Linked DNA regions of Mus musculus: region 1 is linked to region 2. The links are chromatin contacts, called in public targeted proximity ligation maps. All regions are on one chromosome and are shown on one strand. The core of a region is the stretch at or near the end of the contact, and the rest is flanking DNA. Distances in the headings are between cores, read along the strand shown. Region 1 holds the start of Tjp2 (tight junction protein 2). Region 2 has its middle 51 kb from the start of Gm34076.

Region 1 (6,689 bases), core at 1,713-4,212, 260 kb before region 2:
GATCGTCCTTGAACTCAGAGATCTGCATGGCTCTGTCTCCTGGGATTAATGGTGTGAACCTCCATGCCTGGACCTAAACTTATTGAGCTTGGAGAAGCCTCTGGCTATACAGATAATGTGAGGATCACTTAGACTTTTAGATATCTCCAGGCCTGGTTATGGGAGCTTGGGGAGTCCCTGGCTGTAAGGGTCATTTAGACTACTAGCCACTGCCAGTCCTGGGTGTGGGAGCTTGCTATGGTCTGGCTCACTGGTAACATACAACACCAGGCTATAAGTCGCTTCTAGTTCTCAGCTTTCTCAATGGAACAACAGGTTTTGGGTTGTTGATTCTGTTTGTTTGTTTGTTTGTTTGTTTTACATCTTTCTCATTGGAAAGGCAATCCTGTGTGCTTAACATTCCTGGTTTCCCTGGAGATTTGTGGGCACAAGGACTTCACGCTGTACTCCCAACAGGGTCTCAGGCTAGCAATAGACTGTAACTCTACTTCCAGGGAATCCAATGGCCTCTTTTAGCCTCTGACAGTACCAGACATGTACACAGTGCACAGACATACATGCAGACAAAACAACCATACTATCAAATGCAAACATAAATAATTTTTTAAAAAAAATTTACTTATTTATTATATGTAAGTACACTGTAGCTGTCTTCAGACACTCCACAAGAGGGAGTCAGATCTCATTATAGATGGCTGTGAGCCACCATGTGGTTGCTGGGATTTGAACTCAGGACCTTCGGAAAAGCAGTCAGTGCTCTTAACCGCTGAGCCATCTCTCCAGGCCCCCCATAAATAATTTAAAATGCACACACACACACACACACACACACACACACACACACACACACACACACACACACACAACTGGACATGGTAGTTTTTTAACTCTGCCCCACAGTTACCTGGCAATAGCCAGGTGTGCCTGACTTACTATAAAAGGGGCTGCTTGTCCCCTCCTCACTCTCTTCTTCTCCTCTTCCCTCTCTGTCCCTTCTCTCCCCATTCCTCTCCCCCTCTTTCTCCACATGTTAATGGCTGGCCTCTGCTCCTCTTCTCGCTCTCTTTATCTCTCTCTCTCTCTCTGTCTCTACTCTCTCGACTCCTCATGCTCTAAATAAACTCTATTCCATGCTATATCTGTCATATGGCTGGTACCTCAGGGGGTTGGGATGCCTCAGCATGGGCCCAGAGTCACCCCTTCACCGTACCTCACCCTACAAACATATTCCAAGTTCTTTCTCTCTCTCTGTCTCTCTCTCTTTTTTAAAAACACAACAGCAGTGTTCACCCCATTATTCCAGTACTTGGGAGGCTGAGGCAGGAGGATTACCCCAAAATTGGAACCAGCAGGATTGCATGGAAGGGCCATTAGGGCCATAGTAACTAAGACCTCAACTCAAAAAAAGAAAAAGCAAATTCATGGGTAGGTGTTTTTCCTTTCTTAGTAAATGGAGGCACAATTGGTATGCTTTTATTTGCTTAACAGTTTGCTTGTGCTCATTTTTCTTAAAGTGATACTTTCTTAAAGCCTGAGCCTTCAGGTTTGATCTTCCTTTGCCTGGGGCGTGTGTGTGTGTGTGTGTGTGTGTGTGTGTGTGTGTGTGTATTGGCAGGTCTGATAACACCTGTTCCTCAGGATCTGTCCATGTTGGTTTATAAGACCGGGTCTTTCATTTTTCGGGGGCTGGTAAATCCAAGGATCTGTCTCCCCAGCTCTGGGATTACAAATCTGTGCTACCACTCCTGGTTTCTCTTGTTGGGGTTTTGTTTTTGTTGTTGTTGTTTTTGTTCTTTTTTTTTTTTCCTTGAGAGAGTGTCTCAGTTGACATAGTTACTCCTGGCGAAAGGGTTTTGTGGGGAGGAGAGGGCGCTCGTGCGCGAAGTTGCCTGGAATAGAACCTCAGCATCCTTTACAGGATTTTTAAAAAAGCAAACTAAAATACTTAAAATTGCAACGCAGTGGGCAAGTGCGAGCATTCACACCGCACAACTATCACCACTATCCATCTCGCCATCACCACAACTTTTATCCTGTACCCTGGAATCTTCTTAGGATTTTTTTTCCCCCCTGAGACAGGGTTTCTCTGTGTAGCCTGGCTATCCTCGAACTCACTCTGTAGATCAGGCTGGCCTCGAACTCAGAAATCCGTCTACCTATGCCTCCCAAGGGCTGGGATTAAAGGCATACGCTACCACTATCCAGCTTTTCTTTTTATTTTTTTTTTTTTCTTTTTCTTTTCTTTTCTTTTTTTCTTCCTAGGATTTTTTAACCAGACTAGGTTAAATGGAAGGCGAACTTGCGCCCCGGGTGCAGCCTTGGGCACTAGGCACATTCCTCCTTCCCCGCGGTGTGACTAAGCAGGCTCTGGGCTTAGTGCTCCGCCCTCACCTATTGTCCCCCGAGAGGAACCGGTATTTCCGGATTGGAGCCTCAGAGCCAGAGAACCAGGGAGGTTGGAGGGGGAGGGGGATTGAAATTGATCTTAAAACTTATCTTTCACCGATACCATTACCCGTTTCTCTTCTTCCCCAAACAAAAATCAACCCGTTCCACTCCCCTACCGTATACATACAGTGACCCACAAACACCCTTCCCGTGGTTTCTGAGGGGTGACTGACCTTTCCTCGCCAGCACCTGCGGAAAGACTGAAAGCAGATCTGGGCACGAATTAGATAAACCCTGCGAATGTTTATACTCTTGAGCCGAAGCTTGGGGGTTTTGCTGAGAAAAGAGGCGGAAGCGTCGCTCAATCCCTGCCCCACCGCTGGGTGGCGCCGGTGAGGCCTCCCCCTCCGCCAACAGGACGACCCAAAGTGGCGCGAGCTACTTTTTTTTTTTTTTTCCGGGTCTGGAGGAAGCAGGTGATGGCCACCGCCCATCTACCCTCCCCCTAACCACACACACTCTAGATAGGCACTTGTCCCCCTTTCTTCTAGCCCTCCAAACAGGAAATAGGTTGAGTCACAACAATACCCAGGAACGGCCGGTGGCGGAGGTCACTGGCTCCCGCCTGCTGCGGCAGCCCGCGGCACTCCGCCTCCGGACAGGCGCTGCCCGCGCTGCGCCGCCCGACGCCTGGGACCGTCGCTTTCTGCGCGCTGACTCTGCTGGCTGCCGCCGCCCCCCTTCTCCAGGCGAGTACCTGCGGCTCTGTCCCTCCCGGGGTACAAGATTGCTCTGGAGCCTTGGCTCGCCGCGGGGCAGCGTGCGTGAACGCCGGTTGTCCCCGTGGGGTTTGGGATGTGATTTCTTGAGCACTGCTTTTTGCGTGCGTACTTCCATCTCCCACCCTTGGGCAGCCTCGCATCACCGGGGTTGACTTAGGGTCACCCGGGATCTGAGTTTACGCCGCTGCTACAGGTGCCTGGCTCCTCCTTGTCCTTCCAGGCGGGGACATTGTTTCGCTCCCGCAGAGCGTCTCTTCTGCTAGATTCAGAGGGCCTTTGGGTTTCTGTTGGCAGCGATGGTATCTAAGGGGTGGGTGACCTGAACGGGCGCGGAGCGAGGGAAAGCTGGTGTCTGTGTGCAGGTGGGGGCGATCCTGGTGACCATGAGTCTGCCCCCTCCCCCGCCGCCGACAGGAAAACAGTCCCGTCGCTTTGTGAAACATTTAATTCGACTTTGTGTGTGTGTGTATATATATATTTGGGGTCTTTCGACTCTTTTATAAAGGACGAGCCGAGTTGTCAACACAGGGCGTTGTCAGCTCTCCAGGGCTGCTTTCCGTGGCTTTTCTATGGGACTCTCAGTCAAAGCCGAGTTGGAGATTTTTATGTTGGAAAAAGGCCACCGAATGCCAAGCATTCTCCGAGCTTGAAAAGGGTGTTTTCCAGGCTGCTGCAGTGTGCGAGAGGGTTTCTGAGCTACTGTCTCTGAGTTGTCCACCGCGCCTTCCCAGGTCCGCAGGTGTGCGGGTTCTGTTCAGAGGCTCCTCTGGCCTCTAAAAGTTTCCCGACTTTCCTAGTTCATTTGAAAGACCAGTTTCCTGGTAAGGAGAGAGGGATTCTGGGACATTGCCTGGGGGCCTCTTGAAAACCCAGGTTTCAGGCCGCACCCTAGACCTGTTAGCCCTGGGATCTATTTGCACTTTGACCTTTGGGAACCTTTGGCCCAAGAAAAGTGGCGGTGCCCAGCTAAGGAATGAATCACGTCGGACTCCTACTCAGCCTTAAATCTGAATGCTATTTTAAAAATGGGGACAGACAGTACAGCCACACTGGACCTACCCACTCCGCCCCCAGAGCCATTGGCTCTTTATTGAGATTTGAAGATATTTGGCTAACATATAAGGCTGCAGGTTTTTTTGTTTCTGGCCTTGAAATGTGCCTTAAAATGATACGGAACGTGAAATTGAGCATTTTAACCTTCCTAAATGTTAAGTTAAACGGCACCGAATGCCCTCAGTTTTCTTCAGGGGGCTGAGAATCCTGACTAGGAATGTAATAGGCAGAATAGATGCAACATTACTAAGTGGCCAAGGTAGGCTAGCTGCAGGATTCTGTTGTGTGCTTTCCATTAAGGAAGATAAAGAGCCAGGAGGGTTTTCTTTTGTCTAGACTGCAATGGAATGGAGTCACCTAGGGAGTGGACTCAGCCCGCATGAATTAACTAAGTATAGATTCCCCGAAATCTCTTAATTCCTCATTGCCTTGGTACTAAGTAATGAAACTGCACTTAAAAAAAAATTACAGGGCTGGAGAGATGGCCCAGAGGTATTAGCACTGACTGCTCTTCCAGAGGTCCTGGAGTTCAATTCCCAGCAACCACATGGTAGCTCACAACCATCTGAAATAGGATCTGGTGCCTTCTTCTGGTGTGTCTGAAGACAGTTACAGTGTACACATATGCATTAAATAAATAAGTCTTTAAAAAACTTACTTTTTATAACAGAGCTTGGTGGCACTCAGCTTTAATCTCAGCGCTCAGAAGACAGCAGGATGAATTCTGTGAGGTCCAGGCCAGCATGGTTACTAGCAAACTCTAGGCTAGCTAATGAGTGTTTTCTCCTACCTTATGGGTCCTGGGGTGGGAGGGAGCCTTAGACTTGGCTGCAAGCCCCTCTACTGCATGAGTCTTCATTGCTACCCCCACCTCCACCCCACCCCACCCCCTTGTGTGTGAGTGTGTGTGTGTGTGTGTGTGTGTGTGTGGTTGTGTGTATGTGTGGTATGTGTATGTGTTTGTGTGAGTGAGTGTATGTGTGTGTGTGGTATGTATAGTGTGTGTGTATGTGTGTGTGGTGTGAGTGTGTTTATGTGGTGTGTGTATGTGTGTGCTTGTGTGAGTGTGTATGTGTGTGTGTATGTGTGTGTGTGGTATGTGTGTGTTGTGTGTATGTATGTATGTGTGTGTATTGGTGTGTGTGTGTGTATGTGTGTGTATGTGTGTGTTTGTGTGTGTGTGTGGTGTGTGAGTGTGTATGTTGTATGTGTGTGTGTTGTGTGTGTGTATATGTGTGTGGGTGTGTGTGTGGTGTGTGTGCGGGTGTGAGCGCTGTATGCACCGGCATGTGGAAGCCAGAACTTGACATCAGGTGGCTTCCTACCTTCTATCCTGAGGCAATGTCTCTCTCTCACTTGAACCCAGAGCTTCCTGATTTGCCTGTCCAGCTCGCCAGCTTGCTCTGAGGGTCCCTGTCTTCGATTCCCAGTGAGATTACAGTCTGGGCTCTGCCCCACAGTTACTGTTGTCCACAAGTGAAGTTTGAGTGGCAAGTTCTTTACCCACTGAGCGGTCTCTCCAGTCCCTCCCCTACTTTCATATATATATATATATATATATATATATACACACACACACACACACACACAAACACACACACACACACACACACACACACACACACACACACACACATATATATATATATATTTATAGTAAAGTGTATATGGGTGTTTTGGTGTTTTGCCTGACTAAAAGTCTGTGAGCCGTGGTCTGTCTAGTGCTCTTGGAGACCAGAAGAGGGCATTGTATTCATTAACTTTGAGGTTACAAATATTGGGTTTTGGGGAAATCAAACCTAGGTCCTCTGGAAGAACAGCCAGCGCTCTTAACCACTGTGATGTCTCTCCAACACGCCGCCCTCCCCACTTCATTTAACACGGACTTTTAAGTTTTAAAAGTAGCCTGAATGAACTTTAAGAAAAAGCTTCTCTCCGCAAATATTGGAGCCACAGCAAGACTTGAGGGGACTAAAAAAAGATTTTAAATAGAAATTTAAAATATTTCCACCTGTTTTTAAAATATATTTGTAAAAGATTTATTTTATGTTTGTCTATGTGTCCATGTGTGGGTGTGTGCCCGATAAGACCGGAAGAGGGCGTTAGATCCCTTGGAGCTGTAGTTCAAAGACTGGGTGTGTTGGGAACCCAACCTTATAGAGTTCTGCACTTAACCTCTGAGCTCCAATCCCTTCCTGTTATGTTAATGTTCAGGGTGAGGGTCCAGTAGCCCCATCCACAGTAATAAGGATGTTTCTATAGCTTAGGAAATTGTTATAGTGATGAGTTGTTTTCATTTGTTAAAAGCTTCAGTTTGTGGTCTGGCGGCACATTTTCCATGAGAACATAAATGTGAACAGGTCTCAGAAGTCATTGTGATAGATCAAGAACATGACTCAGGACACACAGCAGACGGGGCGCAACGGTGCTGGGCACTTTAATAAATAACTGCCTAGTGGCAGGTCC
Region 2 (6,275 bases), core at 3,547-6,046:
TCACAGCCTATTTAGTGGGAGCTGCTATTTTCTCCATTTTATAGGATAATGATATTTCACAACTTGTCCAAGATCACACAGAAACCAAGGGGTAGAGCTGACATTCACACCCAAGTGGCCAGACTCGGGAACCTCTCTGTGTCCAGCTTCTCAGGTGGTAGTATTTGTGTTCCCGGTTGCGGAGCATCCTGCATCGTTCATGGGACCATAGCCTCCCCTGACTCTATCAACCATTCATATTAGAGTGGCCTCAGGGGTCACTGAGCTGTCCTGGAAAGTGGGCTTTGGAAACGTTGAGAAACGAAGGGCCGTGAGCAAGCTGGGTCTGGCTGAGTGCCTGAGTGAGGTGCATTAGGGGCCTCCTTCCCCAAGGGCGGTTTCTGTTGTTACCACCTCCGCTCCATCCTGAATGAGAGACACCTCTTCTGGCCTCTCTAAAAGTCCTCATTGTCACCATGTAGCTTTGCACCACAGCCTGGGCTGCTGCCCAAGGTCAAACCTGCTTTCTCTGTGAGTCACTGTGTATCACAAACCTCTGCTCTCACCGCTGGTCACTCACAGGGTAGACTGCCCAGGAACCGGGTCGGTCTTGCCACGTCCCTTGGCATTCTCTTCAGCCGCCTTTTTCAGGGGGAGGGCTAGGAATTCTCAGCCTACCAAGGGCTTCTCCCCATAGTTTGTAAGAGAAAGTACTGGCCACATCTCTGTGTGTGGCTAGACTTTTCATACCCTCTGCCCATAGCTGCAGCTCTTTCCAATCTCTTTCCCGACTCCCTTGCTGGTTGCCTTGGACCACTGAGTGTATAGCATGCCTTGAAGGCTCAGGGCAGATGGCTGGGTATCAGAAGTGTGAACCTTTGAGGCATGGTACAGAGATGCCCCCGTGTGTCCTGAGGACAGGGTGGTTGACAGACATAAGCCAGCAAGGAAAGACATGACACCTGAGGGCACCACCCAAAGGGCAGCAGGTGGTAGGGGGGCTGCCTCAGTTTATTAGAATTGCCTCTGCAGGGTCAAAATGTCTCATGGAAGTCTAGAACCTGAATGTGTTGGCGAAGGGTCCAATCTCTTCCTTGACCTCCACCCTCTTTGTAATATTGCAATATTGATGATACTACCGTATTTTATGAGTGTTTATCTCATGAGGCACTTAGAAATAATACCATTCATCCCCCCCGCCCCCCCCCGCCCCGTGTGTGTAAATATTCTCAAATGCCAAAGTATTAAAAGTGTGGCATGCATATACATAGGTTAACTGAGTATATATAGGGCAGGCTGTTTTTCATTAAAACACCACAGGGATCCACGGTCCAGAGGTAGAGACAAAGGATTTCAAGTGTGACATCAGAATGATAACAGCATTGATTACTGAGCAGAGAAATATTTGAAGTAAGTCTTCACTAGCAAAGTGAATGTCACTCAGGATATCTGGATGCCTAGAGCCTTGTACAGTTATTGTTGGCCCTGCTTCAGTTGAGTAAGAACACGACGCTCACTTTGTGAGCTTGGCGCAGGATAAATCAGGACAGGGGTTGCCCCTTCAAAATGTTCCAGCAAGCTCTATATCTGGGTTTCTGAGGCCAGAGAGGAAGACTTTCCCAGCTTTTGCACTTTAGGAAGACTGGCTGAAGGCTTACTGCCCCAAGAGTCCTGCCTGGTAGTGAGGTTTCAGGGAGGAGGCTCTGAAGTCCAGCTGCCTGCCTGCTTACATTTACCACAAGAACCAGACATTTGCTGAAGGACCTAACTGGCAAAAATCTGGTTACCCTCCAGAAGTTCCTACAGGCCAAGCTCAGCCATCATCCCAACCCACCGACTACAGAAGCAAGCAGTGATGTAAAAACAGAGAAAAATCAATTAGTGTCCATTGGGATGGTCGGAAGATAAGGGGGTCCAGTGACCCCAGATTTGTCTTGGTGTGTTGATAGACGCTTTAGGTTCAAACTGAGGATGAAACGCAGCAGGAGGATAGATGTTTGTATAATTTAGCAGTCTTAGTCAAAGGTTGGCCCATCATCACCTCGGCTTCTGAATTCTGAATTCTGAATTATGGCAGTTGTCAGAGGGCCCTGTCTGGTTCTGCTAAGATAGGTGATCTGCTCCAGGGTGTGTGCCTGCCCTCATCTCATGGGTGGTCTACCCTGCCTACCCGGAATCCATGGTGCTGTAGGAGAAGGACCAGGATTTAGTGTTGGAGTTTCAAAGGGGGATGAAGTTAGTTAGGAGCCTCACTTCTCAGACACCTAGGCTGAGACCGTCAGGCAGCGTTCCAGCAGGAGTCTGGCCCAAAGTAAAGGAGACAGGCACAAAGTGCAGGTGGAGGTGCCGCTCATCCTGGGCCTGTTACCTCGTGAGCACAGGTGAGGATGGGCGCTTTGTAGGAAAGCATCTTTTCCATGCCTGGTAGGGTTGCAACCGTGTGTCTGTAGCCTTTTGAGCAATTTCTTTCAGTTGGACATACGCACCTCAGCTTCCTCCATGTCTTTTTATAGTTTCATAATACAACCCCCTTTAAAATTATTATAGTCCATAGTCATGGCATCCGCTGTGCAGGTCCTTTGTGTCATGTAAGTTAGAAGTCAGCATCGGCTAGGTCTAAAGTACAAGACAAGTGAACGGTTATTGCAGGGGAGTACATCGCTTTACTTAAGAGCCATGGGAGACTGCTTCATCTGCAGATCAGCCACGAACGAACGTGTGTATTTATTTCTATGGGGAAGGGTTAGAATAGGTTTGGGGGACACATTGCTCATCATTCAAAATGTGTCTGTCCTTGTATAGGAGTTAATCTAATCTCCACCGAGATTTTATTATCTAAAGTCTACCATGCTGGCCTGGAGAGATGTCTCAGCAGTAAAGGGTGACTGCTATTTTTCCAGAGTTCTGTTTCTAGTCTTCATGTTGGGAGCTTCAGGGGATCTGATGCCCCCTCTGGCCTCAGAGGGCACCTGCACACACTTGGCATCACACACACACACACACACACACACACACACACACACACACACACGACAGGGGCTGGGGGTGGGGAAGGTTTGTTGAAGCTCCTTGGAACAAGGACAGTCTGGTTGGATTGACACTCACCTTGGCAGTTACTGGCCCTAACCAGTTTGCCCTTGCCTCCTTGCTTTTGTTTGCTTTCTTGAGTGTCCGGGTTTCAGCAGGATCTACAGATTCCCTGGCTCAGCCTTAAAACAAAACAACAACAACAAAAAAGATCTTTCAGATTAACTTTCAAAACTCCTCTGTTTGTGTTCTGACCTTAATCTTGTTTCTGGGTTACACTGGTTTGCATTGGTCTGAGGCCCACTTGAGTCTAAGTCACCTGTCTCCCCTGAACCGGTTTTCTATGGTGTTCGCCTGGACATTGAAGAGGAGACTGGAAGGGAGCAGGAGCAAGTAGGCACTGGCCCCACACACCCGGTACCTCCTCTCTGTATAGGAGGCTGTGAGTAACTGAAGATCCCTGGAGAGGCCTGCAGTGCCAAAGTCCAAGGCTCTTTAAATCCCTCAACATCAGAAGAACTGGAGCTGCCTCCAGCCTCTCCACGGGAGAGGAGATTTTGAGGCAAAACAAAGGAGCCTATCTCCACCTTTCCCTGGGCTGCCACAGCTGAGAACAACTGAGGGAGCCCCTGGAAAAGGCCTCAACACAGCCATCTTTGTTTACAAGGTGTTCCTCCCTGGGGCTTCTGAAAAGCAAGTCAGGCCTGCAGCCAGAAGGCAGCACTTTTCTTCCACTTCACTCAGCTAGTCACTCAACAGGTATTTACTGAGCTACAGGCTCCTAGGCAGAGGGCCAGGGGCTGAGGAGGCAAAGATAAGCAAGAAGAGAGAGGGCAATGCTGTTCACCTTGGCAGGTAGTGCATGCAGGTCATAGCAAGGAGACAAGTATTGAGAACAGGGAAAAAAAAAAAGGTTTAAAGGCAAGGTGCGCTTGGTGGGCATATGTGTCAAAAGAAGCAAACATTTTCTCCTTTAGAATTTCACAGGATGCTGTTGTTATAAACTCAAAATGTGACCTGTAGGTGACCCTGCTGTCAGAATGGCAGTACTCCCTGTTAAGAAGAAAAATTAGGAGGTCACCTGTTTTCAGTTCTTTCTCTAACCCTTTATTTCCCTCCTGCCTCCCACCCCAAATAAAAACAAGAAACACTAGAATTTATTTATATCTATTGATGTTGTAGGTCTAGATGGAAAAAACAAAAGTAAATGTCCCACTGCTCTTTTTTTTTTTTTTTTTTTTTAAGGCAAGGTGTGACTTTATTCAAGAGGGTCTGTAGTGAGGGAGAGAGGTCAGATTCAGCCCAACGACAGAGATTTCTAGTAGGGTGTGTGGTGGTAGTGTCCTGTTGCCGGGGTTAGAACCCAAAACTTGGTGCACGCTGGGCAAGTCTGCTCCTATGGAGCCACATTCCCAGCCTTCGGGTAATTCTTGATTTATCAATTCAATCAAATGATTGCAGAAGGCAGGTCAAAGTGAGAAGATGGAAGGCAGGCAGAGAATGAGGTATTGGTCAGACCGGAAGGGTGCAGTTTTCTTACTAAAATTGGACTAAGTACATCAGGGTAGAGTCTGAGCATCCAACAAGGAAACTTGAGAGGGCCAGGGGATTAAGAGGTTGCTCCAAGAGAGAATCTGCAGTCTGTGTCCTTTTCAGAGTAGGAAGCTCTGCCACCCACGCCTTGCCTCAGGCTTATGGTTTTTGAGTAGGGAGCTCCTCTTATCCCAGTAGCTGGCAAGCTCTCTTGTGTTTTGCCTTAACTAAAAGGCAAGAGGCAAACATTCAGGATGAATCATCGTCCTGCTCTTGCCAAGTGGCTGGAGGCCCCAGGTCTGCAGAGGCTTTTCCAGTGCCTGTTAGATACTGTGTGTGGATTCTAACCCAAAAAGAGGAATTCACAGTGGACTTGGGGGTGGGAGGACAAGAGGGAGAGAGGGGGCAGGGCACAAGAGACTTCCAAGCAAGGAGAATTGTCTTGTGAGCTGCTTTGCCTGTGTGCCTCAAGCCTGCTTGCAGAAGGTGAGCAGGTTTTTAACAGTGAACCTAAGAAGGGAGCTAGAGGCATCTAATCGGGAAGGCTGCTGCTTTATTTTGTAGCTCAGGAGCCCAAATATTCAATGAAAGAAATGTACTTGCTTGAGGTTACATAATTGCCAAGTGGTAGAACCGTAGTATCTATCTATTTTCTGCCTCAGTCATGAGCGATTGCTTGTTTCTCCAAGGACACTGATGGGTGGAACCTGGGAGGGAAGGAGAGTACTCAGAGACTCACGTGGAGTGGGAACACCAACCCCATGACATCACTTCTCTTTAAAACTTTTTTACATCTATATACATAATTACTTATGTATTTATTTCTTGTGTGTGCATGTGTATGGACACATTGCCGTGTATTTGTAGAGGTCAGAGATTACCCTGCAGAGGTTGACTTTCTCCTTCCACTGTGTGGGTCCCAGAGATTCGACTCAGGTCATCAGGCTTAGCAGCAAGCGCCTTGCGCAGGTGAGCCCTCTCGCTGGCCCAGCGTCTGTTTTAAAAAGAGTCACGATGACACCAAAGATGGATTGCCAGTCTGTAATCCCAGCATTTACAAAATGGAGATGAGTCATGAGTTCGGGCCAGTCTGAATTATGTAACAAGGCCCTGTCTACAAACAAACAAACGAAGTCTGACTTTATTATGTTTTTTAGAACTATATTATTATTATTACTACTACTATTACTATTATTATTATTAATTGCATTGGCTGGCGTTTCTTTTTTTATTTTTTATTAGATATTTTCTTCATTTACATTTCAAATGCTATCCCCTTTCCTAGTGTCCTCTCCGAAAATCCCCTATCCCCTTCCCCCTCCTCCTGCTCCCCAACCCACTCACTCCAGCTTCCTGGTCCTGACATTCCCTATACGGGCATAGGGCATAGAATCTTTGCAAGACCAAGGGCCCCTCCTCCCATTGATGGCTGACTAGGCCTTCCTCTGCTACATATGCAGCTAGAGCCACGAGCTCTGGGGGATACTGGTTAGTTCATATTGTTGTAGAGCTCCTATAGGGTTGCAGACCCCTTCAGCTCCTTGGGTGCTTTCTCTAGCTCCTCCATTGGGGGCCCTGTGTTCCATCCAATTGATGACTGTGAGCATCCACTTCTGTGTTTGCCAGGCACTGCCATAGCCTCACAAGAGACAGTACACTGTGGAGGAGCGTTGATAGTCCTTTTCCTGATCGTAGAGGAAAGATCCCTGATACTTTCTTACCTTTTTATTTTTAGA

What was found.
Region 1: a contact with region 2 is called in a targeted proximity ligation map of extraembryonic endoderm stem cells. A contact is called at or near these places in 1 of 39 promoter capture datasets (the 3T3-L1 cell line), 6 of 484 Hi-C or Micro-C datasets (the HL-1 cell line, Sertoli cells, bone marrow-derived macrophages and 2 more) and 5 of 130 datasets of targeted methods (embryonic stem cells, epiblast stem cells, extraembryonic endoderm stem cells and 1 more).

What each region holds. Positions count from the first base shown.
Region 1 is chr19:24,221,299-24,227,987 of GRCm38.p6, reverse strand. It overlaps Tjp2 (tight junction protein 2), which reads left to right and starts at 2,962. Exons shown (of 24, transcript NM_001376368.1): 1 at 2,962-3,137.
Region 2 is chr19:23,965,827-23,972,101 of GRCm38.p6, reverse strand. No RefSeq gene overlaps it. Among named protein-coding and RNA genes, the nearest start is that of Gm34076, 51 kb to the right of the region's middle.